Regions from separate parts of the Mus musculus genome. Here region 2 is linked to region 1. A link is a contact called in public HiCAR-type data. All regions are on one chromosome and are shown on one strand. The core of a region is the stretch at or near the end of the contact, and the rest is flanking DNA. Distances in the headings are between cores, read along the strand shown.

Region 1 (6,912 bases), core at 2,085-4,584:
TTTAATCTCAAAGCTCCTGATGAGGAATGTGCCTTCCTTTAGAGGGGGAAAGTACATAGGAAATTCCACTCATTTTTAGGACATTTGATGACTAGAGCCTTGTATCACCTCTTCTGGGAAAGTGCATATGAAGAAACATCTGTGATCTATTGGATGCACATCTGTTTTCCCAACCCAGGGCTGGTGATGATAACTGAAAATCAAATGTATCTGCTGGTACAAGTTCAGCCAACTAAAGTTTGGGGATAAACAGCTTTTATATTGAGCATGTGCTAACTTTTCCTTGCTTTTATCTCTAAGCAGTTTCATCTAACAATTATTCAAATACCATTTACATTGTGTTCAGGACTGTAAGCAATGGAGAGATGACTAAGATGTACAAGAGGATGTATGTAGATTATATGCAAATTGTCATTGAAAACTTCACTTTTAGAGACTCTGTGAATAGCAGATACAGACAAAGAGGGGGTTATTATTATTGACTTCTCAGGCAAATGTCTCTTTGTTTCTCCCTGCCCCCTGTGGTTCCCTGTGGTTGGAAGAAAGGGCTGGTCAGGTGGCAGATGGTCCGGATTATTTTCAGCAGAGCTTTTCTGGTAGTAGGAAGAGCAAACTCTGCTGGTCCTGTATGCAGAAGATAGGGGAAAAGAAAACAGCCTTGTGGGGAGACTGTGATGAGGGGCAGTCACAGGACACTGGGCCAAGGGGAGCAGAAGGGAGGGGGGCATTGTAGGATGGGAGTAACGTGGGCTTGGTGGCTCTAGACTTGGGCCACCTGATTGTGTCCAACGGCACTATTTGTTCATTGTCTTCCAGAGTGCCTTTCCTCTAAATACTGAAGTATAAGAAAACCTACTTTCAAAGATTCTTACAGATTTGGGATTCAGTGGGTTAATAATGTATGTGTAAAGCCCTTGACACAGTACCTGCCTGGTATGTTATATTCAACAAATGTCAGCAAAGTATCGCTTCAGTCTGCCAGCTGCAGCTGTTCTCAGAACCCCTGGACCTTTGCTCCTCTGACTTATTTAACACTATATAACCTAGGCTGTCCTCAACCTTGAGTTCTTCCTGCTGAGCTCTCTTGAGCACTTGGATCACAGGTGTGTGCCATCTTATCCAGCCTTCTCCAAAGGTGCTTTCTCTTCTTCATCTAGGGTCACAGCTGCAGACTTTAATTTTCCGAGTGAATCAATTCACTTCCTCCATGGAGTCAGATTGTACCGACAGCCACTCTGTACAATATGACCAGTTTATTTTCTGAACTGGCCACGAGTCCTAAATCTTTTCAGTGGCTCTTTGCCATCGTTAAGGAACTTATAAGTAGCCTTCCTCATTAAAGGTCTGAGAGTTCTTCAGACTCCAGTCCTGGCCAGCCTTCCCACCCTCACTTCCCAGCGGACATTTGTGAATATGCACCATCGTAGGACTTACTGCCTCCTTCCCAGTGATGTGCAGACAGCCCTCCTGCTCAGAACTGCAGGGCAGTCATACTGTGGCATAAACAGCACCACGCACGTAGAGCAAGGGAAAGTGGCGCACGCCTTTAATCCCAGCACTCGGGAGGCAGAGGCAGGCGGATTTCAGAGTTCGAGGCCAGCCTGGTCTACAGAGTGAGTTCCAGGACAGCCAGGGCTACACAGAGAAACCCTGTCTCGGAAAACCAAAAACAAAAAAAAAAAAAAAAAAAAAAACAACAACAACAAAAAAGTATTTCTAGGTCCTTTAAAAGTTTTTGTTATAACATTAAAACTCTGTGAGTTGTGCATCAAAAGGACACTAGACTGAAACAGTTGTGAAAGCTTGTATGCTGCATATATGGCATGGTTCGTTGGAGTGTTTGTCTAACACGCGTAAATTAAAATAGTCATCATGAGTAATCTCAGTGATGCCCGCCTTCCTGTCTTGTCACCAGCATGTGACGTGGAACAGGCAATTTTTCTGTGTCCTGGTGAAGTCCCACACTTCATTGCTATTTTGGATTATGCTTTGAGTGTTGTGTAGAATCATTTAAAGTTCTCTCTGTCTTTCCCCCATCTCTAATACTTCATTCTTTATGTTCATTTATGTTCATTTGGTCTCTGCTGAGTCCCTGTGGCTGTGCATGTGGTGTCTCTCCGAGGCTGGGGTGCCCGTGTCCTCACCAGCTCCTTCTTCCTTAAGCTTGATTTAAATCTTATCGCCAGTGCCAGCAGTAGGGATCACTACTGTGCTTCTGTCCTTCGTGACCAGTTGCATCTTCGGACGGTCTGTTTTGTAAAGTGCCAGGTAGATTCATCTCTACGAAATACGGAAACAGCGCAGCTATGCCATTTGCAGTCTGTAAGAGAGCTAAGATGCAAGCAACCAGTCACTGGCAGGCTTTGGCAAGATTCTAGTTTCTGTTTTGTTTTGTTTTTTGTTTTGTTTTGTTTTGTTTTGTTTTGTTTTGTTTCGTTTCGCTTTGTTTTTGAGACAAGGTCTCATGTAGACCAGGCTGGCCTAGAGCTGATTTTGTTATGTGTCTAAAAATGACCTTGAATTCTTCATCACCTGGGACCACTTCTCTGAGAACTGGGGTTACAGATGTGAGCCATGGTCTACAGCTTCACTTTTGGTCCTTACATGGTGATTTGTGTTCGAAAGAGCTGGTATGAGGTTGCCTTTTATGAAACTGCACCTGGTTAATGTGCTGCGGTAGCTGACCTTTGAACCTTGCCCTGGGGAGAGAGGTGTTAACTGACCTGTGGTAGCTGAAGCGTATGAGTATGTACCACTATCGCAGAAATGTAGATTCCTTGTGTGTCAGGACCATTTCACAAGTGAAAATACTGAATTTTGGAAGGGTTACTTTACTGCCTTCACTCAAACACCTAAAAAGTGGCAGAAATCCACTAATATGGCTGTTTGCCTGCCTTTAATATTATAAAGAAGCAAAAGTTCTCTTCATGCCTCTGTTAAAGAAAATACTGATGGAGGCCATGGTAAAATAGATTGCCTTTGGGGGAAAAAAAAAGTCTCTGGATTTCTAATTAAGTCTGTGTCCAGTGGGAACTCTACTTGTCTTTGTTTATTTCATCTTCCCACACAAGATAGGCAGGGCTAGTATAAAACACGAGTTATTGTTTAAATTTGCCAATAAACCTCTCTGACCAAGAGGTTGATTTTTGAAATGAATCATGAATCTTTAGCCCTGGGTTGAGAAGGACAAGTTCAGAACAAATAAATAAAAAGTTTCTGAGAAGGAATGTCTCATCCCAAAAGTTAGCCAAGTGAGGAAAACTGGCCTGTAGGTTAGCCGTGCCAGTGATGTCTGTGAGGCTGCCTCATGCATGGCTTCTCCTCTGGCTAACTGGTAGCAAGGGTCACAGTGAAGCAGTTACGTTTATGGGAGTATGATCTTAGATGCAGTGCAGCCTCTAGGATCTCGAGGAGACTCATTTTGTTTTGGATGCAGGGATGGACAAAACCAATTAATACTCAGGCCCAGAGAAAACGATGGATGAAAAAAATAATAATTTAAGATAAAATTTTCTGACATTATTTAGTGCTTCCAAAATGTCAAACCTTATGTGCAGCTCTTACTAATAATGTAATTCTCATAAAAAATCCTGTTAGTAGGTGTTATAGTTATTATTTTAGAGATTAAAAAACCAAATTAAGTGACTTTTCTGAGGTCATAGAAGCTACTAAGAAATAAAGGTATCCCCCCCATACTCTTTTTTAAGGTATGCCACATAACTCTTAAGTAAAGGACACTAGACCAAAACATTATTAAATAAAGCTATTTGGTGAGTGTGTCTACTTTGATTAGGTTCTCTGCCTGCTCCATGGTCTTAAGATGGACTTTTTTGTTGAAATATATTTGAAAATGTGCTTTTGTTCCCAGGTCATTTGCATTTTTATATGTATGCATGACTGTTTCTTTATATATCTTTTAATATTTAAAATGTCTACAATTTTGGGGCTAGTGAGATGGCTCAGTGGTTAATAGCAAGTCTGTCGTGCAGAAGTTTAGTTCCTGGTACCCACCAGACATCTCCTTGTGACTCCAGTTCCAGGGGATTCAGTGCTCTCTTCTGGCCTCCATGGGCACCAGGCATGCACGTGGCACACATACATATGCTTATGCAGGGGAAATATTTATGCTTTGTGCTGGATTGTTTTGTGTCAACTTGACATAGGCTTGAGTCATCAGAGAGGAAGGAGCCTCAGTTGAGGAAATAGCTTCATAAGATCAGCCTGCAGGGCATTCTCTCAGTGATCAGTGGGGGAGGGCCTACCCCATTGAGGGTGCCATCCTTGGGCTGGTGGTCCTGGATTCTATAAGAAAGCAGGCTGAGGGAGCAAGGGGAAGCAAGCCAGTGAACAGCATTTCTCCCTGGCCTCTGCATCAGCTCCTGCCTCCAGGTTCCTGTCCTGTTTGAATTCCTGTCCTGGCTTCCTTAGATGACGAACAGCAACAGTATGGAAGTGTAAACCAATAAATTCTTTCCTCCTCAACTTGATTTTGATTATGATGCTTCATCTTAACAGTAAAAACCCTAACTAAGAGTATGCTTAAAAAATAAAAATAAGGGGGGCTGGAGAGATGGCTCAGCGGTTAAGAGAACTGACTGCTCTTCCAGAGGTCCTGAGTTCAATTCTCAAGCAACCACATGGTGGCTCACAACCATCTGTAATGGGATCTGATGCCCTCTTCTGGTGTGTCTGAAGACAGCTACAGTGTGCTCACATAAAATAATAAATAATTCTTTTTAAAAAAATTATAAAACCAAAAATGATCATCATATAAAAACAGAGATAGAGTACCTTGGTTGTAAAACAGGACTCCTATGAGAGTACAGATGACATTACTCAGCCATTATCTGTTATTGATTATCCTAAATGAGGACTGTCTGTCAGAACTGCCTATTTCACCATGGACAAATTGTTTCAGGAAGAAGAGACTGCAGGAGAGATGTGTAGCCCCCTAAAACTGCACTTAATTTCTTCATTTCCCGAGTACCTCCTATAAAGTACACTCCTATAAAGGGTCACAACCAACTTTTCCCTTAGTAGATCCCTCAGTTTCCCAAGGAGAGAGCCTGACCCTCCCCGTGTGTGCTAATAAATGCAGCCTCCTCTGTTAAAGGTCAGACTCCTGTCCTTTCCCTATCCCCTGCTTTGTATTCTGCCCTCAGAGATTCAACAAGGAAACAGTACATTTCAGGGTTCCAGAAACATCTCTCTATTGTGACTCTGGGCTCGTCATCACCCCAAACACTCTCTTCGCTGGTCCCCAGCTTCTCTTGGCCCCTGAGCATATTGCCTTTTGTGACAGCTAACTTGTGATTTCGATGACCAGTGGTAGATTCTAACAAGAATCTCTAAGACCTCATTCCACCATCTTAAAGGAAAAGGAGACTGAGGCCTGGGTAGAGTCAGGAGCCCAGTTGTTTTATTAGTTTTATTTACTATATTTTTTTTAACTTAGAAAATGTACATTCTTTGCTGTCAACTGAAACTTCCACACCCAGCGTTCCTGATAATAAAGTTTTCAAAGAACATAGTAGTATGAAGAAGGCAAGGAACCAGTTTTCTGTGAAAAATACGGAATGCCCCCCCCCCCCTTAAGCCACATTATCCATTTTCATAACCAGAATCCTAGCAGCTTAACTCTTCAGGTAATTAACCTGAAACCATACATATTGGCATAGATTATGAGGCCCATGCTTTTCAGTCATATTCTACACCGCCTCATCCAAGTAAGGAAAACTACTGACGGTGAATACCAAATCAGCCTCTTAGTATTAAGCTTGCAAAGGCAGCCACGAGTGGTGAATGGAAAAATCAAACTTTTATGGTGATCCTCATTCTAATCCATTCTTAGTTCAGCCAGAGGAGCAGCATGGCCCAGTGGACTGAGGGGAGGATGGGGAATTTGGAGCTCGAAGATAGAACCTCTTCTGCAGCCTACTAGCTCTGTGACCTTGACGAAGGACAGTGACCTCCTTCTGCTTCTTCATATGCTAAGTGGATCTACTCAGTGGAAATGAAGGGGCTTCTGATTTAAGCAAGGTGAACAAAGAAGCAATACAGAGATTGAAAGTATGCAGCTAGGAAAAGAATCTCCCTAGAATTCCTTTAAAGCCCATCTCTTCCTACCTGTTAAACTAGGGTTAAAAGACATTAAATTTGGGGAGATGTTTCGTTTGGTAATGTGTTTCTCCAAAGCACACATTTAAAAAAAAAGACTCCTGTGGCCACATTTTTGTAATCTCAGTTCTGAGGAGACAAAAATGGGACATCTGGGAGAATGGCTAGGTTTTAGCATACTAAATGGGTTCCAGGCCAATGGGGAAAAAAAAATGGTGGCCAGTACCTGAAGAAGCACACTTGGTTTTGCCTTAAGGCTGCACATATACAGTAAAAGATAGCCAGTAGATGGATCAGTAGGTGGAAACTTTTTAAGTGAGTCTGCTGCATAGACTGATGCTAAGAACTCAGTCTGTGCAAGAGTAACAAAGCAGTCTATGTTGGGCCACTGTAAAGAGAGAAGAGCTCCATCCTCTAGGCTTTCACGTGAACTTTTCCAGGAAAACAGCAGCGTTGGTTCCAGTCTTGTTAGCTCTTGGCTATGGCGTCCACAGCAGAAGCATCCTGTTGTCTTCGCATTATGATGCCTGCTGGGGCTGAGTCGGCATATGCTGGCCCGTGTCATCCTGCCCCAGTCAACGTTGACTGCAGGCAGTTTTACTTTATCTGCTGCCACTGAATTCTGATGTCATGGTGTTAAGGGGTTGACTTGTACCATTGCAATCTTGTGCTTGCTCTCGAGACAGTTCTGGGGCAACAGATTCTAGTGGCTGCCCTGTAAGCAAGTGTGAGTAGCAATGCAAAATGACAGCTTGTTTTATATATATATATATATGTATATGTATATGTATATAT
Region 2 (6,912 bases), core at 2,295-4,794, 470 kb after region 1:
CTGTGTGTCTGTGTGTGTGCACGTGTGTTTGCATGAACATCTATCTGCAAACATGTATGTGCATGTTATATGTGTATGTATGTATGTGTACTCATATATCCATGAGTACATGTGTGTGCAATTATGTGCATGCATGTATATGTATGTGCCTATGTGTGTATGGACAGCTATATGCATTTGCAAAGAAAGCTCTTTGTTACATGGGGCTGCTTCCTTGCCAAATGAGTTCCAGAAATATGTCCCCCAAGGTTAAATAGGAATCTTTGACACAAGGGGACACGCAGGGAATATGTTTTGGGTGACTGAAATGGTAGTAGAGGCTACTTAGTGGGCGCTTTTGCCCTTGGTCTTAAATAGTGGCCACTGTTGTGAAGACAAAACCAGACGCTGGAGCCTTGCTCTACCATTTACCCTCTGTAAGCTTCTTTCTTTTGCCTCTTGAGTAAGGCCTTACACCCCACCCTATCCCTGCATTCCTATTGCCCCCCACCCCCACCCCCACCACACCCCCATACACATTCCCACCATTTACCTCTGGACCTGATCATTGTAGTGCAAATGACTTAATACTTTAATTGTTCTGCCTTTTCCCCTACATTAAAACTTCTACACAGTATCAAGAATTCTGCTTTCAAGAAGTGGAGGTGTACGTCAGTGACAGAATACTTGTCTACAGTCCTCTAGTGAGGGACTAGAGGTGTGGCTCAGTGGTAGAGCCCCTGCCTAGAATCCCCCAGGGAGGGGCTAGAGTGTGGCTCAGTGGTAGAGCCCCTGCCTAGAATCCCCCAGTGAGGGGCTGGGGGTGTGGCTCAGTGGTAGAGCCCCTGCCTAGAATCCCCCAGTGAGGGCCTGGGGGTGTGGCTCAGTGGTAGAGCATTTGTATGCACAATAGAGCACTTCTGCCTTCCCAATCAAAGCCTACTTTTAAACTTTAAAAAATGGCAACCAAGGCCTATAACCCTTGTTTTTCTTTATACCTGAAGTCCCAGCTCATGATAAGCTAAAAGCTATTCAGAATTCCAGAGGCCTGTGAGTGATTATTTCATTCTGAGCATTTTGGGAACTGTGCATGTCCGTGTCCTTGAGGCTTGGAGTTCACCTGAGGGCCTCTTACATCTGATTTTGTGCATAGCACTTGAAAGGCATTCCTGGCATTTGTACAGGATCCACTAAAATCTGCTTATTGTTTTGTTGTTTGTTGAGTGTTTTTGTGTCTGGGGGACTTGGCATTTGTCTCTTTTTAACTTCACAGGAGGTTTAAGCCACAGGAGATACTAATTCCATTTCTTAGATGAACAGTAGTCTCAGAGATGAATCCCTTGTTCATTTGAAGCCATTACTGAGAACCACTCTGGTGTATAGAGCATCCTCCAGTCTTGGGCATACTCCAGGCAAGAGCAAGAGGGTACTTGGGCAGTGGGCAAAAGTGATGGATCCTGCCGCTCAGAGGGATCAGCACTGAGCAAGCAAGAACAGGAGGTCATTAGCTAAGTCCTGACAAGTTGGAGTAGGGGTGGCTTCTTCCTCAAGGGTGGCCACTGGAAGTTGGAAGGTTGACAGACGTGTAACCTCTGCTTGACTTCTCATATGCCCTCCTTCCCCCTTAGTTGTGTGTATGTCTCTGTGTGTGTGTGTGTGTGTGTGTGTGTGTTGACATGCCTGTGGAGGGCAGAGGACAACCTCAGGTGTCGGTCTTCATCCATCACCTTGTTTGACATGGGATCTTTTGCTGTTTGCCTCACTGCAAGCTACCTTCCCATGAGCTTCTTGAGGATCCTGTGTCTGCTTCCATCTTGCTAGGAGCATGGCATTACAGATGTGTGCTGCTATGTCCAGCATTAATTGCTTCCTAGGGGTTCAGACTCAGGTTCTCACATCTGTACCATCAAAACCTCACAGTTATCTCTTCTGCCCGTATGCTCTTTCTTCTCCTGGTTACCCTTCAGGGCTGCTCTGATGGGAGTGTCAGGCATCCTTGAACTGCACTCAGGGCTGCCGAAGCTTTCTTGAAATACAGGGTGTATCAGGCACATGGGTAGTCAAGCAGGGCTGTGACAACCTGTAATAGCTGGTTTAGAAAGAGACCTGTAAAGGAACTGGCAATTTCCAAGAGCTGGCTGCTTCAGCACTCAGCCCTGCAAACTGCTTAAGCCCGACTACATGGCTTCAAGTTACCTATAACTCATCCCTCCCACTTAGGAGAGAAGGCAGAACAGGTGCACTGCACTGCGCATGTCTGTAACTGGTCTTTATATTCACATACCCTTAGGAACACTCTGAGCTCAGCTTCTGCCTCAGCCCTCTGCCACTCTGGACTCTGCCCTGGCCCCTCTCTGGTTGCTCAGTGAGCTTGGGGCCTGCTGCTATTTTCCCCCTCAATTCTGACTCCAGAGCTTGCTCCTAAGAGTGCCACAATGTTTGTGTCCACAAAGGAGCCCACTCCAAAGACAAGCTAGCAAGTGTCACTGAAGATGTGAAGTTTTGCAGGTCGCAGGCTGAGAAGGTGGGTCATGCTCAGTGAAGATGGACAATGGTGCATACACAGCATGCTGGGCGATGGAGAGGCAGGGCATGCTGAGTGATGAAGAAAGGTGAAGGATCTGAGTGATGGACAGATCAGGTATGCTGCTGGTACACACAGCTTTGTGTGCTTTGACGGAACCAAGAGCCCACTTCAGGTCCATGTGATGACCTAGGATCTGGGTTCTTTGATCCCTTGGCTTTCAGCCTCAACTTCACCAATGCCATAAACAAGGACTTTAGGGCAAGTAGCTGGGCTTCAGTATCCCCGATTGGCTGTCCTCAGCCACCCATCCCTAGACACCGATTAGAGACAAGTGGTGATGGGAAGCAGAGGAAGGGGATTCATTCAATGTGGCCCAGGACAGAAGCACAAATACTGATGTCCAGTGACTCCCCTAAGTCCATCATCAAGGTTCTGGCCTGAGCTTTAGGTTAAACTAGAACAATTGGGTGGGGCTGGGGGTGGTAGGGGTGAGGAGAAGTGTACTTACTTAAGCAGTCCTGGTCAAAGTGGGGTCTACAGACTATCATCTCCATTAGGGTTCCTCAAGGTGGCCCAGAGACATCGTTTTCATGAAGGGACAAACTGGCCCTCAGGAGGTCATTGCTCCTGCTCCAGGTACAGCCTGATCATCAAGACGACTCTCCTTATCTGGTGCTGGCTGAGGGAGGTTATTTTGATCTGTCTTGCAAAGATTTGCTTTTTGGAATATAAAAAGTGACTCAAAGAGCCAAATGTTATGTTAGGGGACGGGAGAGGAGAGAGGAGAGGGAGAGAGAGGGAGCAGTGATTTGAATCAGCCTTCAGGCAGAACAGCAGGGGTCTAAAAGAGAGTTTTAGCCCTACTAGACAAGCAGTGGGACTACTTGTAAAGTCTCTGAGCCAAGGGAAGCTCTTGCACCAGGGGGAAGTAGGCTTAGTTAATCTGTGACTTGCACTAAGTGACAGGTAAGGGAGCAGGGGTGCTGGTACTCTGTGACAGGGTCACTGTTCACTCGCTGGGTAATGGCATGGGACTTGGTTAATGTGTAACCCATGGGATGTGACAATATTTAGGCTGTTGCAAGCCCTGGGAGGCATGGGGTGGGTGTGTTGGGTGTGATCTTGCCTGTGCTGCCCTATGGGCTAAGGGTCTGGTTATTACCTGTCAGGCAGGCTCAAGTAAGGAGTCCCTGCTTCCTGTTGTTGTTGCTGCTGACTTCTAATGTATACATTTGTTCCTGTGTGTGTGTGGGTGTGTGCATGTAAGTGCAGTGTCCTCAGAGGCCAGAAGGAAAGCTGGAGTGACAGGTGATTGTGAGCCACTGAACATGAGTGCTGGGAACTTAACTCAGGGCCTCTCTGTAGGAGCAGCAAGCGCTCTTAACCACTGAGCCATGTCTCCAGCCCAAATCCATGCTTCTTTAGCAAAAGCGGTTTCTTGGTACCTGTTTCAGCAGTCACAGAAGCCCTGAAAATGACACACCCCTGCTGGGCTTTTTCACTAACTCAGCCCAGAAATGATAGCACCATGGATTTCCATTTCAGTAGCCAAATCCGTGCCCCAGCTCATTACAAAGAAGCTTAGATGTGCAGGCTCCCCTGTGCCTGGCAAGGGTGGAGAGGGACCACTGGATATTAGCAACCCCAGAAATGCCTTCCCAGGAGGGCTGGATAATAATTAAGCAATCATGATCAAGGCTGCCTAGGGCTTTCCTGGGGTTTTCTAAAAGGCTAGAGGAATCTTGCCCCAGGGCTGTAAATGTCAGTTGCTCATTAATTCCTCAGAAATGCCTAGAGCTAAGACTGCTATTTCTAGTAGCGTGCATTTGTTCTGCTATTTAACAAAACAAAACAAAAAAAAAAAAAAAAAAAAAAAGCGTGCCTTGTCATGTACCTCCAGACCTGGCTATTCTTTGGGCAGAGAAATGCGGTTCATTTCAGGCATCATGTTAGTTGTAGCATCTCCTCCCCCTCCTCCTACCAAGTCTTATTTGGGGATAAATCTCATCGCACGGAATAGCATCACGGGCTAGAAGCCAGCAGTTGTTCTCACAGCTGTTTCAAAACCTAAGCAACTAAAACTGCATTTGAATGTTTATTTGAATAATCCTTTTCTCCCCAGCAACTGAGGTAGGATCTGCCCACCCTAGGCCTGCAAATCTTTATTTACAGTTCTGTTCTCCGTGGGCTGTGTCTCACAGACAGGGCCTTGTCAGTTCATAGACTTCTCCACCTTAGCTTCAAAGACGCTGTCCAAAGGATTCAACCAAAAGAGACCCACAGTTGTAGAGAGTCCTTGACTGTATTTTATTTAAATGAGCAAGACTGGGTTGTTTCTTCTTCTTCTTCTTCTTCTTCTTCTTCTTCTTCTTCTTCTTCTTCTTCTTCTTCTTCTTCTTCTTCCTCCTCCTCCTCCTCCTCCTCCTCCTCCTCTTCCTCCCCTCCCCCTCCCCCTCCCCCTCCCCCTCCCCCCCCTCCCCTCCTCCTCCTCCTCCTCCTCCTCCTCCTCCTCCTCCTCCTCCTCCTCCTCCTCCTCCTCCTCCTCCTCCTCCTCCTCTTCTTCTTCTTCTTCTTCTTCTTCTTCTTCTTCTTCTTCTGTTAATAAAAGTTGCCATGCTTCCTGTCTGGCTTGCCTATATGGCCCCCTGATGCCTGTAGAAACTCAATAAATTCTAGTCTCAGATCTGGTCTGACTGGCTGTGTTGCAAATATCCCTGGTTCTAAGCAAGAATGAGTCACCACCCCTTACTGGTGCTATCTCCTGGATCTTTCTCCTTCTTGATGTATTGCCTCAGGCATCTGGGATGGAATTGGATATGGCTTTTTATTATTTTATTTTTTTATTTTGGATTAATAAAATAGAATTTATTTTAGTTTAGTTTAGTTTTTAGTTTTTTCGAGACAGGGTTTCTCTGTGTAGCCCTGGCTGTCCTGGAACTCACTCTGTAGACCAGGCTGGCCTCGAACTCAGAAATTCACCTGCCTCTGCCTCCAGAGTGCTGGAATTAAAGGCGTGCACCACCACGCCCAGCATAGAATTTACTTTTTATTAGATATTTTCTTTATTTACATTTCAAATGTTATCCCCTTTTCTGGTTTCCCCTCTGAAAACCCCCAACCCCTCCCTGCTCCCTTGGCTATCTATCTATCTATCTATCTATCTATCTATCTATCTACCTATCTATCTATCTAATCTATCTACCTATCTATTTATTATGTGTAGGAAGGTGTGCAAGCACACATGCAGGTGAGTATACACATGTTTGGAAGTCAAAGGTTTATGGTAGGAGGGTCCCTCACTGAGTCCTGGAGCTCAGTAATTGGCTAGCCTAGCTGTCCATTGAGCCTCAGGAATTCTTCTGACTGCCTCCCCAGTTCATCCTGCCAACCCCAACTTTTTATATGAGTTCTGGGGCTTGAAATCAGGTCTTCCAGCTTGACAGCAAACCCTTTACTGAGTTAGTCATCCCATAGTCCTCCTGCAAAAGGCTTTTATGGAGCACCAAGCAGGACATAGAAAGTGATGCTATTGGCCTGGTTATGCGGAGTAGATGTACAAAGCATTTGGGGACCCCAAGAGAAAGTATGTTAGAGAACTCAACCATGAGGCCACTGACTTCAGGGTCTGAAGCATGTGGCTGTGGATAGTAGCGTTTTGTCCAATGTGTCATCACAAAACAATAGCAAGGTCACCACAACAAACACAACTCTGATCAGTTGCTCCAATAGGATCTTGGGATTTTCATGCAGATCTGTTTGGAGACTGTAAGCATTTGTGGAGAAGATATCATTTCTACACTGTGTGGAGGTACAGGGGATCCTGGGAGGGAGAATGTGCCCGGCATGAAGAGTCTGTACACATAGGAGGCTACCGCCACAAAGCGGGCAGTGTCTTCACATCTTCTGACCGGCTTTCTCCTTATTTTGCATAAGACATATATCCACTGTAGGCCTTTCCTTTTTCTTTTTACCTAAAAATTAATCTATGAGCATTTCTGACAATCTTAAGAATGTTACAAGGAGCTGTGAAATTTCATTTCCTACCAAAAGAGATCTGGGAATAGCACACTCTTTCTGACTGCTAATATTTTAATGAAATGTCTTGGTTTGACTTTAAGAGTTCACCTGGCATTATCACCCCTGGTCCTTCAGACCCTCTGGGACCTTGAAGCCTAGAAAACTCACTAGCAGCTCTTTGGCTGCCTTGAGTCTGATAAGGATCCAGAATGAAAGTGATCTTTAATGCCCCCAAGATCCAAATAGCAGGGCCTTTGACAAGAAAAAAGTATTTAGCTGAATTCCTAATAGTGTGTGTGTGTGTGTGTGTGTGTGTGTCTGTGTGTGTGTGTGTGTGTGTCTGTGTGTGTGTGTGTGTCTGTGTGTGTGTGTGTCTGTGTGTGTGTATA

The links. HiCAR-type assays count read pairs that join an accessible place to other places.
Region 2: a HiCAR-type map of kidney shows a contact between it and region 1, with 4 times the contacts expected there. The contact joins two enhancer-like sites. A contact is called at or near these places in 1 of 484 Hi-C or Micro-C datasets (liver) and 1 of 115 datasets of contacts at active chromatin or transcription factors (kidney).

What each region holds. Positions count from the first base shown.
Region 1 is chr5:141,388,072-141,394,983 of GRCm38.p6, forward strand. The region is part of intron 1 of Sdk1 (sidekick cell adhesion molecule 1); the gene reads left to right. Among named protein-coding and RNA genes, the nearest start is that of Gm16035, 11 kb to the left of the region's middle. Within about 2 kb of position 3,335, at least 4 of the 459 cell types and tissues checked have an H3K27ac peak or open chromatin away from gene starts, as enhancers often do. A contact at or near this core is called in kidney, where this site is marked.
Region 2 is chr5:141,854,422-141,861,333 of GRCm38.p6, forward strand. All of the region lies in intron 5 of Sdk1 (sidekick cell adhesion molecule 1), which reads left to right. Among named protein-coding and RNA genes, the nearest start is that of Gm52792, 280 kb to the right of the region's middle. Within about 2 kb of position 3,545, at least 20 of the 459 cell types and tissues checked have an H3K27ac peak or open chromatin away from gene starts, as enhancers often do. A contact at or near this core is called in kidney, where this site is marked.